Regions from separate parts of the Hordeum vulgare genome. Here all the other regions are linked to region 1. Evidence: chromatin contacts called from public Hi-C data. All regions are on one chromosome and are shown on one strand. The core of a region is the stretch at or near the end of the contact, and the rest is flanking DNA. Distances in the headings are between cores, read along the strand shown.

Region 1 (4,890 bases), core at 847-3,346:
ACTACCCCACTGTTGAGAAAATAGTTGCCAACTCTGCAATATTTCAATTTGGATTATGATGGACCATGCTTTGAAGTCTTGTTTTTTTTTTGGAACTGTGGCAGAAGGTTATTCCAACCTTCAAACGCTTCAGGGGTGCAGCAGAAGGCTGTTAGTCAGATGCAAAATTAAGATGGCACTAGGTACAGTAGATGACACTTCTGTCTTAACACAAGGCAACGACATGCACAATTTGAGTTATATGAGAATCTGGTGCGTACAATTGGAGCATCCAGGTACATTGTGGGGAGAAAATCTCTCTATGTACAGTTTGTAAATAACACTCTACAACAATAGATTATGACAACCGGTTGAATGTTGTACAGTAAAGGTTTGGCAACTGCATGAACGGATTCAGGATTTGGCATGTGCAAATAAATTAAATGACAAACACCATAGATTTCAAATGTTGAAGATAACTATCTACATACGAAACCAAACAACAACAGAACTTACGGTGCCATCCAGCGGTAGGTTCCTGTCTCTGGTGTCATCCCCTCTGTTTTCACTTCAATTCGAGCAACTCCAAAGTCAGCAATCTTAATGGATCTGTCTGCTGCAATAAGAAGATTATCCGACTTCAGGTCCCTGTGGATAAATCCCAACGCATGCACATATGCCATTCCCCTAGCAACATCCAATGCTTGTTTGACAGCCAGCCTCAAAGGTACCGACTTGTTTTGCCTTTTTGCCAGGAACTGCCTGACCGAGCCACCTTTTGCATACTCAGTAATAATGCACCACACAATTGACTTCCTGCAAGCACCTATAAATCTTACTATATTTGGGTGCCTTAGGGTAGATAACATCATAACTTCTTGCACAAACTGCTGTTCCAACGATTGTGCTCTCTCTATGTCATTGTCAGGCTTCTCCAGCAGCTTAATGGCAACATCTTCTCCAATATATGTTCCCCGGTACAGCTTCCCAAAGGCCCCTTGTGCAAAGGGAACCCCCATATCCAACCTCCCCAGATCAATGGCCCACTGCTGGTACTTGCTCAGTATCTCTGTTGGATGATTTGGGTCCATCAGAACCCTGGCCAATGCATCTTCATTCAGGGTGTGCGCAGCCACGCGGTTGGGGCGAAAGACGCTGTTGCCAACCGAATAGCTTGCGGTTGGGGCATCACGGAGGCCCGGGTGCTTAAGTATGACGGTACGGGACTCGTTCGAGCCCACGCTGCTGTTGTCCACTGACATGGTAATGGAGCCACCGGCGCAATTGGACAGGTTGTAGTTATCGGTGCTGTCGACAGACATGTGGGAGCCCTCCCCAATTTTCTGATAATAGGGCATGCTGAAGAAGCCATTGAACTCGTTCTCTTGCATCCCCTTGTCGCCACCGCCAACCATGCCATGAAACCTTGCCCCTTCAGCCATGTCAGAAGATCCAAATGCTACAATTCGAGCTGCTGCAGATTAACTGTACATCCTCAACTAAGGAACGCCCTCTTCCGTACACCCACCGAACCTACAATTATAGCAAGCTGAACATTAGAAATGAGTTATCAAGCATACGCAACATGTAATTCTAGTTTGAAAATGCCAAAATCACGTATCTTACAACCAAGAACATTTTCTGTAAATGACAGATGTAAATTTTTTTGCCCATTTTGAGAAAACTACATCTATACGCCACCCCTACACACGAACTTTAAGCCCTTCAACCTAGAAAACAAGAAAATTTTCTCGAAACCCTTCCCAGCTCGATCGGCCCTCCCTCCGAAATCCCGCAGCCAGGCGCGACAACCCGGCAAACGGTAAGGCGCAAAGAACCCATCCGTCCCCTAATCGCGCGAAAACCCAGCAATCGATCACCCGAAAAAACAACAACCGCGCGATTCGGGACCGAATTGGGCGTGAGGCGAGGCCGAACTTACCCCGGGAGGAAGCAGGCCGATCGGGCAGGCGGAGAGGGGCGGGATCGCGGGGGCGGAGGGGAGGAGAAGGATTCCGAATTGGCGTGTGGGGCTTGCTGCTCGGCGCTGGCTTTGCTTTTCTCCGGAGACCGGAGCAGAGACGACGACTCCAGAGTGGGAAAGTGGGGGGAGGGGTGGAGAGAGAGGGGGCGGAGGAAGGAAGTCGTTAGTGTGGCTGCCGTTTATGGTTTACACCCCGAGCTTCCGGGTTTCTTAGTTCAGTCCTTTCCTCACCCCCTTTGTTGCAAAAAACAGAAAAAATAGAAGTTAAGCCGTTGGATCTCGGATGGACGGCCTAGATTTGTCATGTGGAAGCCACTAGAAGGGCCTGATTTTAGTATAGGTGTTAGCCAGACGGTTTTCGACAAAACGATCAAAGATGTTCGACTGCTCTCCCGCGCGAATCTGGCGCATCCGTCCAAGATCCGATGGTCCATGTTTAAGTTTTTTTGTTTTTGCACCCTAAGAGATGCTTCTATTATAGTATCCTCCTTTGTTTTTCAATTCAATGGCGCGAAAAGTTTAATTTGCACCAATATACGACATGGTGAAAGCTAGAGCAAGAATGGTAATATATTGGTGGCAAGTTCATCTTCTTTCTTCTTCTCGAAAACGGAAAAGCCTCGTGCATCATTTTGTAATTGCATTGATGGTTTGTTCATCCTTTTTTCGAATACTCAGGCTGCGGTGTTTGAAGTTGCATTAATGGTTTGTTCATCTTTTCCCCTTGGAGCATGCATGGGCTTTATGTGTTGTATCATTAAGAAATGTAGAATCAGTTACAAGAAAGAGTGGTTGGAGGTGACAAAGACCGATCAAGACTGCTCACACTTGGATGTTAAACTCCCTACACCATGTGTTTGTTGACACACACAAGCCATATTGTCCACTCATTACAGATGCGCTTGGCAACCATGAAAGTTGATGAAGTGACATTATTGAAGGTGTGTCGACTCCATTCCTGCCAAATGAAATTCATGGTGAGGATGGTGAGAGAATTTAGCCCTTTACGCTTCACACCACCAGCGGAGGCTCTAACGACTATATATCATGACCAAGTTTACCGAAGGAGTGGGCCATGTCTCCTAATCCATGCGGTTGAACCTAAGAATAGAATGTTGGTGAGAAATAACACTCGATCATGAGTTTGTTACTGCATTTCAGCTTATGAAGGCAAAACTAGCAGGCCGATTGGTGTAGCATACACCCCGTGCTTGGAGACAATGTGAAGTCCAACACCAATTCTCGACGAACAATCAATCAAATAAATTCAGTCTAGGAGGTGCCTGAGAAGACTATAGTTCTCTGCACCCGCAATGTGCATCAATCTCAGAAAGAACACATAATATATCAACTTCATTGTGTATTGTCCAGGCCCATCTGAATCCATCAGAGGAGCTAGGGATGGACTAATGTTGAGCGCCCACAACACATTTTACTTGTAGTTAGTAACTTGTGAGTAGGAATTTGCTAAACAACACATTTTACTTGTAGTTGCGTTATGTGGTTCGTTCATCATTATTTTTCTCGGAATATGTAAGAGCTCAGTGCCATATTGTAATTACATTGAGATATGTTCATTCCCCCCTAGAATAATCAAGAGCTTTGTTCGCATTTGTAGATGTGGATATGGTCCGTTCGTCCTTTTTCCGGAATACACAAGAGCTTTATGCGATGTTCATTAAGAAATACATAATTCATTACAAAAAGAGTGTTTTGGGGGAGACTGCCCAACTCTATGCCATATTGCCATAGAGGAACCACTAGGACTACTCACACTTGTCTAGTAGACACCCTACCCTATGTTTTTGTTGGTGCACCACAAGCCATAGTCTTAATTTATTACAAAGACGAATGGTAACCATGAAGTTCGACAATAGATGTTCTTAAATGTGCATCGGTTTCATTCCGGTCAAATGTAATTCATGGTGAGAATGATGAGGGGATTTAGCTCTTTGCACTTGATGCCACCAGCCGAGGTGCTGATACGTGTCCAACGGTCTCAGCTTGTCCCCAATCCAAGCGGTTGAAGAAACTAAAACTAGATTGTCCTTGAAAACACTAGACAATGAGGTGGTGAATGCATTTGGGTCCTAAAGGAAAACACAGTAGGCATGTGGTGCAACATTCCACAGTCTTCTCATAGCGCCACTAGCACATACAACTCAACCCCTAGAACTCACATTAGTTTGGGGCTAACAATTTGCGTTAGAGGATCGTTCCGTTGACTTGTCAAGGAGTGGACAGTAGAAGTGGTTTGCTTCAAGTGGCTCCAAGTCACTGCCAGAGAAGCAACTACCGAGCATGATGGATGGCTCCAAATCGCCATCTCCGCGGGTTCATTGACAACGCTCGCAGAGTCGTGGGTGACCCATGGTGCGGTGAAGTGGCGGTGGTGGTGAGATCATGTTAAGGTAGATTGTGTGCGATACCATTGGAGGTGGTAGCATCACCAACATGTTGTTCCTGATTCTCACCCTCTCGACATACACTGACTGGGCACTGGTGATGGAGGTGAATCTATAGGTTGCGTGCCTATGGGACACAATCGGGATGGACATCGTTTTCTGGAAGGAGAACATACATGCAATGAACATGTTAATCCGTTCAACTCCCATGGAGATGAACAACATGGTCATGGTGAAGGTGAGTCCCAAGGAGGTGTGGACTTCAATCAAGATCCAGCGCCTCGGTAGCAACCGTGTGCGCGAGCAAATGCACATTGGCTGCGAGTGGAGTTCGATACCATTATCTTCAAGGGTAGCGAGTGGGTCGCCGACTTTGCTAGCAAATCACCGGCCTTGCGATGTCCTTCTGGTTGCTCGACGACACCCTCGATGCTGCAAGGATCATTCAGAAGTTTTTGCACGTTGTCCCCTCCTGGTTTGCCATGTGCGACTAGTGTGCCTTGTCATAGGTCATGTCTCTGA
Region 2 (4,890 bases), core at 1,792-4,291, 980 kb after region 1:
TAGGCGTGCTTGCAGAATGAGATATACATGCACATGTGGCGTTGCTACCAGCGTACTTCTCCACGGCCAACCATCATTGTCCGTTGTAGGTATCTTGCTGATGACTCAATCCACACGAGTTGTAATCCCGTCCTGAGTATGTCTTATAATTCTGATGTTGAGTGATGGGTCGTCGACACCCACAACTTATGTGCACTTCCATTTTCACGTAGCAAATTTTATACTAATCGTTGAACTCAACATTATGTATACCATGGTGATGGATGTGTGTATTCTTATAATACATGAGGAACGTTTAGATAATATAGTACATCAAGCGTATGTGCTCACCGTGAAGATCGAGGTGTGTATTCTGTTAACTCTGGATATTTTTAATGTATTTTTCTGTTCCAAATGACAAACTGCAAGCATGATTAAGTTCATGGATCCATATTAAGGATTAATATAGTTAACAAGCATTCATATGTACTGGTTTCAATAACTTGCACAATCATAAGATCCATAGTGGATCAATGATTCAAGGTTTGTTCACGGTAATCACAAAAAGGTGTGTTCACTTAACTATTATTTAGTCCATTTAGCTATTAGTATAAAATTGCATGATATCAATATTACACAGACAAGATGCATGTAGTAATTGGTTCTGGTACAGGAGTTTTGTCCATTGTCAGGAGCATCACTATGCTTGTCTTGCAGAAATTATGCACGGCAGCATGACTGTAAATGTTGGCCCTTCATTCTCTTTGCTAGCTAGAACCACAAGATGTTGATTTGGATGATTCTTGAACACGAGCATGCAGTTTTTAAAGATGAAATGTGTGGTGCAATGTGTTTTTTCTCTTGGTGCAACGCACGGACATATTTTGCTAGTCAACTCTAAGTCAAATAACATACATCTATAAGAAAGAAAAAGAAAAGACTTAGACGCCGTTTGGAATCGGTGTATTCTAACATATCCGTATTTGTTTTACAACTGTATTTTACGGATTATACATGATTTTCAATGAAAAATAAAAACGATAAATCATGATTTGTATATTTTACAGGTGTAATAGGGTTGAAAACGACAATCCAATCAATGCCTTAAAGCAAAATTTACACCGATCTCCATTTAGGATCCGACACATATACAATCAGTTAAGATTTAGCAATCCCGTTCTTTTTACTCACACGTTTTTATCAATGTATGTAAGTATTACTAATTGTTTCTCTTTTAAAAACAATACAGACGCAAACGCTTATACATGCTCATACACTTATCTTGTGAACTCACATACACATTGTATCTCTACTAGCATCTTTGAAAGAGTGAGTCGACATATCATTTTAAAATTTACGAAGTCATCGTAGACGTCTCCTCCTACTGAATGCGCATCGCCGTAAATTCTAAAATAAATTTAAAAATAAATGCGAGCAACAGGATTTTAATCTCGTGGGCTGGAAATACCATATTCTCTCTAACCATCCAACCACAGATTGCTTCACAATTGTTTGTTTATGTAACTAAGCATAGTAGTCTTTTTCCTTTAGTGATGAAAACTTCCGATCTACTCCATGTGTCTCATAACGTAAGACATTTGTAGTGTGAAAAAATGTCTTATATTATGGAATGGAGTAGTAAAAAAACATTAGAAGTAAAAAAATACATTCAGGTTCATAGATCACCTAGCGATAACTATAATGTATGTAAATAGTGCTCATTATTTGTTTGTGGATTAAGCCTGTGCTTTTCTTTCCCCTCTCGCAACGCGACTAAGCGAAAGCCTTACTTTCGAACTGAAAATGCTTTGACGATAAGAGCGGTTTTTCCCCCTCTCCTCTCGCGTCGCCCCCGAGGGTGATCGAGGAGGCAAACCCTAGCCGCTGGCTTCCTCCCCTCCCTCCGGCCCCCTTTCCCCGTCGTCGTCGACACGTGCCGCCCGGCAAAGCCCTTGTGGCGCCGGCGACGGCGGGCTTCCTCTCCCCTCCGCCTGGATCTTGGGGCTGGCGCGGGACAACCTGGTCGCGCGGAGGTGTCGTGCTCGCGTGGGGCCGACGATGCGGCAGCTAGCGCATGCAGCGACGGCGTGCTCCCGAGGGCGTGCGACGACACCGACATGGGCGTGGGTTCGTGGTGCGGTGGCTGTGCGCAGGTGGGGCATGCTCAGGGCTGGATGCAGCGAAGGCTGGATTTGGCCCGATGGGTGACGCGGGCCGCAGGTTCGGCGTGGGCTGCTGGGCAGGCAGCGGTCCTGTACCCTGGCAGCAGGTGCGGTGGTGGTGCTGCCCTTGGCGGCGGAGCGGTCTGCTAATCGACGATCTGGCAAGGTGGGCCGGTTCGATTTTCGGTGGGTCATCTCTGGTTGGTCTGGCGCGATACATGCGATGGGGGTGGCTGCTCCTGTGCTGCGTGTGCTGCAGCGCGACGGCGGGGGCTTAACGGGCGCAGATGAGTAGAGGGTCCAGCATGCCCCTGCAGCTGCGTCCGGTCTGTCTGCTACCACGTCTGTCTGAAAAAAGTTCATCGAATTTGGAAAAATAGTTCATCAATTTTTTTAAAACTTTCATGGAATTTGGAAATGGTTCATCAATTTTGAGGAAAGTCTCATCGATATTGGAAAAAAATTCATTGTTTTTGAAGGAAAAAGTTTGTCAATATGAAAAATGTTCATCAAAACTTAAGAAACAAATCAATAGTTTGAGAAACAAAACTCATCGTTTTCTAGAAAATAAGTTCACGGTTTTGAAAAAAATGCGCATTTAAGAAAAAGAAAGAAGAAAAGAAATTAACAATAACAAAAAAGTGACCCAGCTAACTGATGTACTAAAAATAATTAAAGGAGAAAAAGATGTTACAAAACACAATTACAGAGATGACACAGTGTTTGCTGTGGACCCTCTTAACCGTGAGGTTTTGAGTTTGAATCTGTCTACCGCACTTTTTTTCTTCGAGTCCTTAGCAGGAAATAAAGAAAACTTAAATGGGCGAGCTCGGTACGATAGTTTCGGATTCACGTCTCATGCGTCCACCGGGGAACTACTCCTACCTGCCGCTCTCTGCGGCAGGGAGTCCCTCCCACGCACAGGGCGACCCCCAACTGGGCCGGCCCAGTAGGCACATGATAATTGTAGCTTTTTTCTGCTTATTGTTTTTTCATTTTTGGGACGTTTTTCTTCCCGTGTTCCTTCTTTTCCTTTTTTATCAAAACGAACAAATGTTGAATTCTTTAAATCATTTGTTGAAAGCTTGAACGTCCTTGAAAACAGGGAGCAAATTTGAAAACACGAACAATTTTTTAAAGGACGACTATTTTTTGAATCTTGAGAACAAATTTTTCAACAAAGAATTTTTTTGGAAAATGCAGAACAGATTTAGGACCGCGACCAAATTTTTAAAGCATGAACATTTTTTGAATTTTAAGAATAAAATTTTGAAACAGAAAACAATTTTGAAAACCCACAACATATTTGGAAGCATGAACAAGTTTTTAAAAGCACGAAGAGTCTTTGAAATCTTGAGAACAAATGTTGAAAACAAGTTCATAATCGTAAACAATTTTTGAAAATATGAATATTTATAGAAAAACAAGAACATTTCACGAACAAACAATTTTAAAAATCCAGAACATTTTTTTAAAATCCAGAACAGTTCTTTGAAATTCTAGAACATTCTTTGAAAGCCAGAACATATTTATAAAAAGCAGAAACATTTTTAGAATTTGACAAATAATTTTAGAAAATGCAGAACATTTTTTAAAACTACAGACATTTTTTGAAAGAAAAAAGAAACCTTTGCCGAATTTTGAAAAACTTCTTTTGAAAACCCAGTACATTTTTTAAAACCCCGACATTTTTTGAAAGTCAAGAACATTTTTTAAGCAGAAATAGAATTTGAAGAATATTTTTGAAAAATCCAGTACATTCTTTGAAAATTGAGAACATTTTTCGAATTTGAAGAACAATATTTAAAAATCAAAACATTTTGCGAATATCCAGATCATTTTTGAAATTCTAAAACATTTTTTAAAATACAGAACAGTTTTCTAAAAAGCAATAATATTTTTAGAATTTGAAGAACAATTTTGGGAAATCCTGAATAATTTTTTGGAAAAGAGCAGAAACATTTTCCGAATTTGAAGACCATTTTTTGAAAATCCCGAACATTTTTTTGAAAAAAAACAGAAAAATAATTTGATGAACATTTTTTGAAATCCCAGTACTTTTTTTGAAAATCGAGAACATCTTTCTAATAACCATTTTTTCAAATTGAAGAGCAGTTTTTAAAAGACCATGAACATTTTTTCAAAATTAAGAAGATTTATTAAAAATCCAGAAGATTTTTTTAAAATCCAGAACATTTTTCTAAAATCCAAAATATTTTTATAAAAAGCAAAAACATTTTTAGAATTTGAAAATCCAGAACATTTTCTAAAAAATCAGAATATTTTTTGAAAATCCAGAACAATTTTTTGAAAAAAGACACATACATTTTCTAAATTTGAAGAACATTTTTTGAATACCGAGTACCTTCTTTGAAAATCCCGATTATTATTTGAAAAATCAGAACCTTTTTTTCAAAATCGACAACATTTTTTTGAAAAAAAGCAGAAACAGAATTTGAAGAACATTTTTGAAAACCCAGTACACTTTTTGAAAATCGAGAACTTTTTTCTAATAAGTAAAATACTTTTCGAATTTGAAGATCAATTTTTGAAAATCCTGAACATTTTTTTAAAATCCAGAACATTTTTTAAAGACCCACAACATTTTTGAAACGGAAACAGAAGAAAAAAGAAACATAAAAGAATAAAGAAAAAAAGAAAAACCGGTTCAAGGCACCTTCTAGAAAGTTTTGAAAACCGAAAAAACCGATTAAGAAAGTCTAGAAGGTTTCCAAAACCGGAATTCCCG
Region 3 (4,890 bases), core at 642-3,141, 600 kb after region 1:
TGGGTTATGTATTAATAAAGTAATACTTCTTAGCAACTTATTAATATACATGTTAATTGTTAGGTCGACTATATATGACATGGCAACTCCTTATAGCCAGCAGTTGGCTCGAAAAAGCACAGCGGCACCCGGGCTCCATTGAGGCAGTTATTTTTTTTACCAAAATACTATTTCCACACACTAAAAAAACTAAAAAAAGTATATACATAGATACGTATTTGTAATATACGCGTATAATTTTTCACTAATATTTATGCTCAGATGTAGCGTATACAAAAAAGACAAATACACAGATTAAAATGGGCCTTATTTTTGTTGTATTTGGACCAGATTTTTATCTTTTTTATGTAGCAGACAAACAACTGAACTACTTGATGAAACTTTTTGCATACTTAACTACCATGTATATGTATTTGTATAAAAAAATGATTTTTTTAAAAGCTTTTAAACATATATTATTTTTTCTGACATACCGGGCTTACTAGAGTCCGGTCTCTGCAACGCCATTCTCGCAGTTGGCTATACTATTAACCATGCTCTAAGCTCCGACACGATGGCATTAAAAAGGAGGAGAAGTGGCGCCGTGTAGGAGATGGGAGTGGGGGCGAGGATTCAAAGGATGGGCTTTTATAGCGGGGGATGAAGTCGTGTGGCTATCCAAACGATATCCTTGAGAACTGGAAAGCGGTGACCGTCATTAATGGCTTGGTGGTTACCGATCGCGTCATCCCACTCACGGTGATTAATCGGTACATGCTGATGTGTGTATGGGCGGTTCTGCGCTTCAAAAATCGAGTGACGCGGGAAGAAAGAAGTTAAAACTCCCCTCCCCTCCTGTTGTTGGCTAGTTTATTGAGCGAGCTCTATATTGACCTCCCTACCGTCTAAATATGGAAGCTAGGGGCCATTTATGAAGCAACCTTCATAATTTATGTCGATCTATATCTGACTTTGTTGGAGTGGTCGTCACAAAAAAAGACTTTGCTAGAGTGATATTTGGACCTAAAATCATCACACTCACAATTATTGTGGGACTTGCTAGAGTTGATTTTTTTGTTAAAAAGACCACCTAATGAGTGAAATTGTTAGAAAGGACCATCTCCGGATAATATTGGCACAATAGACCAGCTAGGTCATAGCGGTAGGTGCGTCAGCCGACACGGGCCATGGTGGCAGGGCCTGCCGCCACTCAAAACGGCGGCAACCTTTGTTGCATAGTATTTCGGCTGCAAAAACAGAACGGGTGGGCAAACTGGCACCTGCCACCACGCTCCATGACGGCAGCCCATATAAACAATCAGAGTGTATGTATTGCGTTGATGACCTTGTGCTCACACTTGTACTTGCATGCATATATGGGCCACACTCTGTATACCATGCAAACGACCACTCGAATTGATGTTGCTCACAGTTGCACTGTAGTCATATGCTTATCTCTTGCATGCATGAAGATTGAGTAAAATAAACACACGAACTAGTCATAAACACGGAAATGATGGTTCAATCGCGCGAAGGAGCAACACAAACTGCCGCAAGATAACATGGCGGTAGGGCCCACCGGATCGGCGTCGTTCCGTTTCAAACACGGGTAGCGTCTGAAATCCTGTGCAGCAAAGGCGTCCACCTCCGCATATGGTGATAGGTGGCATCTATCAGCGTACCGCTACGGTTGAGTTGGTCTTTTCTATTATTTTGATCTAGAGATGGTCCTTTGTAGCAATTCCACTTGTTAGTTTGTCCTTTTGATACCCTACAGTTCAGTTGATCTTTTCTATCATTTTGATCTAGAGATGGTCCTTTGTAGCAATTCCAGTCGTCAGTTTGTCCTTTTGATAAAAATTCACTAGAGTTGCTTAGTCTAGTTTTGGCATTTTTTTTTTCTTGTGTACAAGCTAGTCAATGAATAAGCTGACTCGCTCGAAGCCTCCGTGCCGCACTGAGCCACTGACCGGACTCACTCTGTCACTCAGCTCTCGCCTCCCCCAAGCTCCAACAGCCTCCGCCTCCGCCTCCGCCTCCATGGATCCCCGCGGCGCCGACATCCCGTGCATCGTCCAAGCCCTACCCTCCGTCGATCCCAGCGTGACCGCCTCTGACTCGCCCTGCATCGTCCAGGCCCTAGCGGCGTCCCCTTCCAAACCCCAGGCCCTCACGCCTGCGGCCAGAGACCAGCCGCCGCCCGCCTTCAAATCCTCCAGGCCCCCGAGCCCCCGCCGCACGCGCTCCGGCCGCGCGCCCGAGTGGACTGCCGCCGAGACCCTCGCGCTCGTTGCCGCGGTCGCCGCCGTGGAAGACGACGGCTGGGCCCGCTCCGTCTCCGCCTTCCAGAAGTGGGCCATCGTCGCGGAGAACATCGCTTTCTCCGATGCCGGAGGGGCGCCCTCGAGGCGCAGGGGGAGGGCGGCTGGCGAGTGCAAGCGGAAGTGGGAGGCGCTCGAGGCGGAGTACGGGGCGGTGCGGCACTGGGAGGCGCGGACCGGGGGGAAGTACTGGCGCATGGGTGCCGCGGCCAGAAGGAAGGCCGGGCTCCCAGCGGAGTTCGACGCCGAGGTGTATGGCATCATGGACGCTCTGATCCGGGTCGATGAGGCGCTCCTTGGCGGCGCCGGGGGAGGAGGGGGCGACGAGGTCTTGGCCAGTGCTAATGGTGACGGGGGCGGTGGTGGTGATACTGCTGAGGTGGGAGAGGAAGAGGGTGGCGGCGGTGGTGGTGATACTGCTGAGGTGGGAGAGGAAGAGGGTGGCGATGCTGGGGTTGAAGAAGAGGAGGAGGATAGTGCCGCGGAGGATGGTGACCGGAGTGAGGAGGAGATGCAGGTTGACGGTGGAAATGCGAATGCTTCTGATGATTTGGGTACAATTCTCCTCTCAATTTTTCTTTGCATGTTCACACACCTGACTTGATTAGCATGTGAGTATGAACCGGCTAGATGTTTTCAGTTGGGTGATCGTGTGCTCTGATTATGATATGTTGGAGATACTTAATGGTTTAGTAGTAAAGCTTGCAGCGTATGCCATATATTATTGCAACTTGACTATGTCAGTATTTGGTAGGAATGATTTGGCCAGTGGAGTACTATGCATCTGTACATGGATCCATTAACCAAATGTAAGAGCTGCAGTGAAGGTGATCTATAGGTGATGGATGCAAAAATGCCAGCACCAGAGTATTGGGGAACACATGCCTGTAGCCTGCTGTTCAGAGGAGGCTTATATTTTGTTTTCCTTTTTTTGGTGATATGGTAGAATTATGTTGCTTTCTTGCCGTGTCCAAACTCAGTGCCTGTTCTTCATGCTTGGATGGGCTCACATATCAGGGATTTTGTCATCATGACAATCCACAATCCTATTGTTGTTACTCCGAGTCTGTAGGTTTTCACATATTACCTGGTTTGTCGAGCGGAAAAGCTGTGCCAAGGGTGTAAGAGGAATGTGAGGCCGTTTGATTGAGATCTGATCCAAAGGCGAATGGATCCCCGCCACCAATTAACAACTAGGAGTACAGATCCGTGTGTTGGTACACAAGACAACTAATAAAATTGTCTTGTGTAGGTAACGTAGATGGATTTGTATTAGTTGCAGCCCATTTTCTCCAAACATTGTGTCTTTTCATTGCATACCATGTACTACCAGTTAATGTTTTTTGATTCATCTTACATTTGATCGCGGCTAACTTCATGCCTCTGTGCTCTTTTGTCTAGAAGGGTGTGAGATGGAGACTGACAACGAGCCAAAGAAAAGCCAAGCCGACGCATGGGAGTTGGCCAACAAGCTAAGCGAGAACGCGGAACATATTCATATGATACTAAGCGGAGAGGCTGATGAAGATGGTGGCCACCACAATGCTCCTGCCTATGCGGTCTCACCTGATGCAATGGAGACCACTCGGCAGAAAGCCGACGAGCTGATCAAATCGCTTGGTGGGCTCGTGAGCTACTTGAACCAGTTCACCGACCTGGTCAAGGAGAACGGGATCGAGGATGTCGTCAGCGTGAACTGACCGATGGTAGGCGGGTTTCCTTTGAACCTTGAAGGGTCAACCATGCAGCCTGATCGTCCGTCTCTGTCCCTCTCCATGCTCTCTTTCTCTCTGTAAATACGAGGGCGATGTAGGATGCTTCTAATCAAATGATGTAAGTTTGTGGCAGACACTGTATGTGCGTTGGGGCTGCTGTTTCTGTGTGATTTCTCATCAAGTTAGTTCAGGGTAGAAAGGATTCAATGATGCTCATATCCAACATTAACTTTACTCAATGCTTAAGAATGGCAATACTGCTCTCAGGCCTGGTGCTTTTAGTAAGAGGGTGATGACCCAAATAAAAGAAAATAACATGAAAGTAAATAACATAAAAATAAATAGAAAGACCCTTCGTAGAAGAGCTCAATGTTTAAAATAGAGATGAAACTATAATTTTGGGTGGTGTGCTTTTTCCGTGAGAGTTTTTGATATCTTCCATGTTGAACGCATTATTGGTTGTTCTCAAGCAAAAATATAAAGTTTACTCCTTTTCACTATCCATACACAAACCATGACACACGGTCAGTCATGGGTGTCTGCCAACATATCAACTGTTCCAAGAGTTCTGTTTGATTTATTTTGATTATGAAGGATTGGGCATCCTTTTTATCCGCCTTTCTCGTGCAATGACACACAAATAAACGTCCATCTCGAGAATATCCAATTTAGCATGAAAGATAGCGACCGCCCTATCGCTCCATGAGCTTTACAAGTATATAAAATGGATGTTTATTTGAATGTTTAGAGGTGGCATGTGCAAATGTACTTAGAATGGCATAGTAATACCGTATATAGGTGGGTATGGTGTACTCATGTGGAACAATTTGGGTTTAGGAGTTTGGGTGCACAAGAGTATTCCCGTTTAGTACAGG

What was found. A called contact is a pair of places that touch in the nucleus more often than the background predicts.
Region 2: a Hi-C map of leaf shows a contact between it and region 1, with 4 times the contacts expected there. The contact joins the enhancer-like site here to the promoter of LOC123404139 in region 1. A contact is called at or near these places in 2 of 6 Hi-C or Micro-C datasets (leaf and seedling).
Region 3: a contact with region 1 is called in a Hi-C map of seedling, with 4 times the contacts expected there. The contact joins the promoter of LOC123403557 here to the promoter of LOC123404139 in region 1. A contact is called at or near these places in 1 of 6 Hi-C or Micro-C datasets (seedling) and 1 of 1 datasets of contacts at active chromatin or transcription factors (embryo).

What each region holds. Positions count from the first base shown.
Region 1 is chr6H:130,010,323-130,015,212 of MorexV3_pseudomolecules_assembly, reverse strand. It overlaps LOC123404139 (serine/threonine-protein kinase STY13-like), which reads right to left and starts at 2,096. Exons shown (of 3, transcript XM_045098063.1): 1 at 1,922-2,096; 2 at 496-1,512. The coding sequence starts at 1,421.
Region 2 is chr6H:129,031,407-129,036,296 of MorexV3_pseudomolecules_assembly, reverse strand. No RefSeq gene overlaps it. Among protein-coding and RNA genes, the nearest start is that of LOC123403773, 140 kb to the right of the region's middle. Within about 2 kb of position 3,041, at least 3 of the 3 cell types and tissues checked have open chromatin away from gene starts, as enhancers often do. A contact at or near this core is called in leaf and seedling, where this site is marked.
Region 3 is chr6H:129,412,829-129,417,718 of MorexV3_pseudomolecules_assembly, reverse strand. It overlaps LOC123403557 (trihelix transcription factor ASR3), which reads left to right and starts at 1,891. Exons shown (of 2, transcript XM_045097485.1): 1 at 1,891-2,854; 2 at 3,705-4,147. The coding sequence starts at 1,900. The coding sequence ends at 4,000.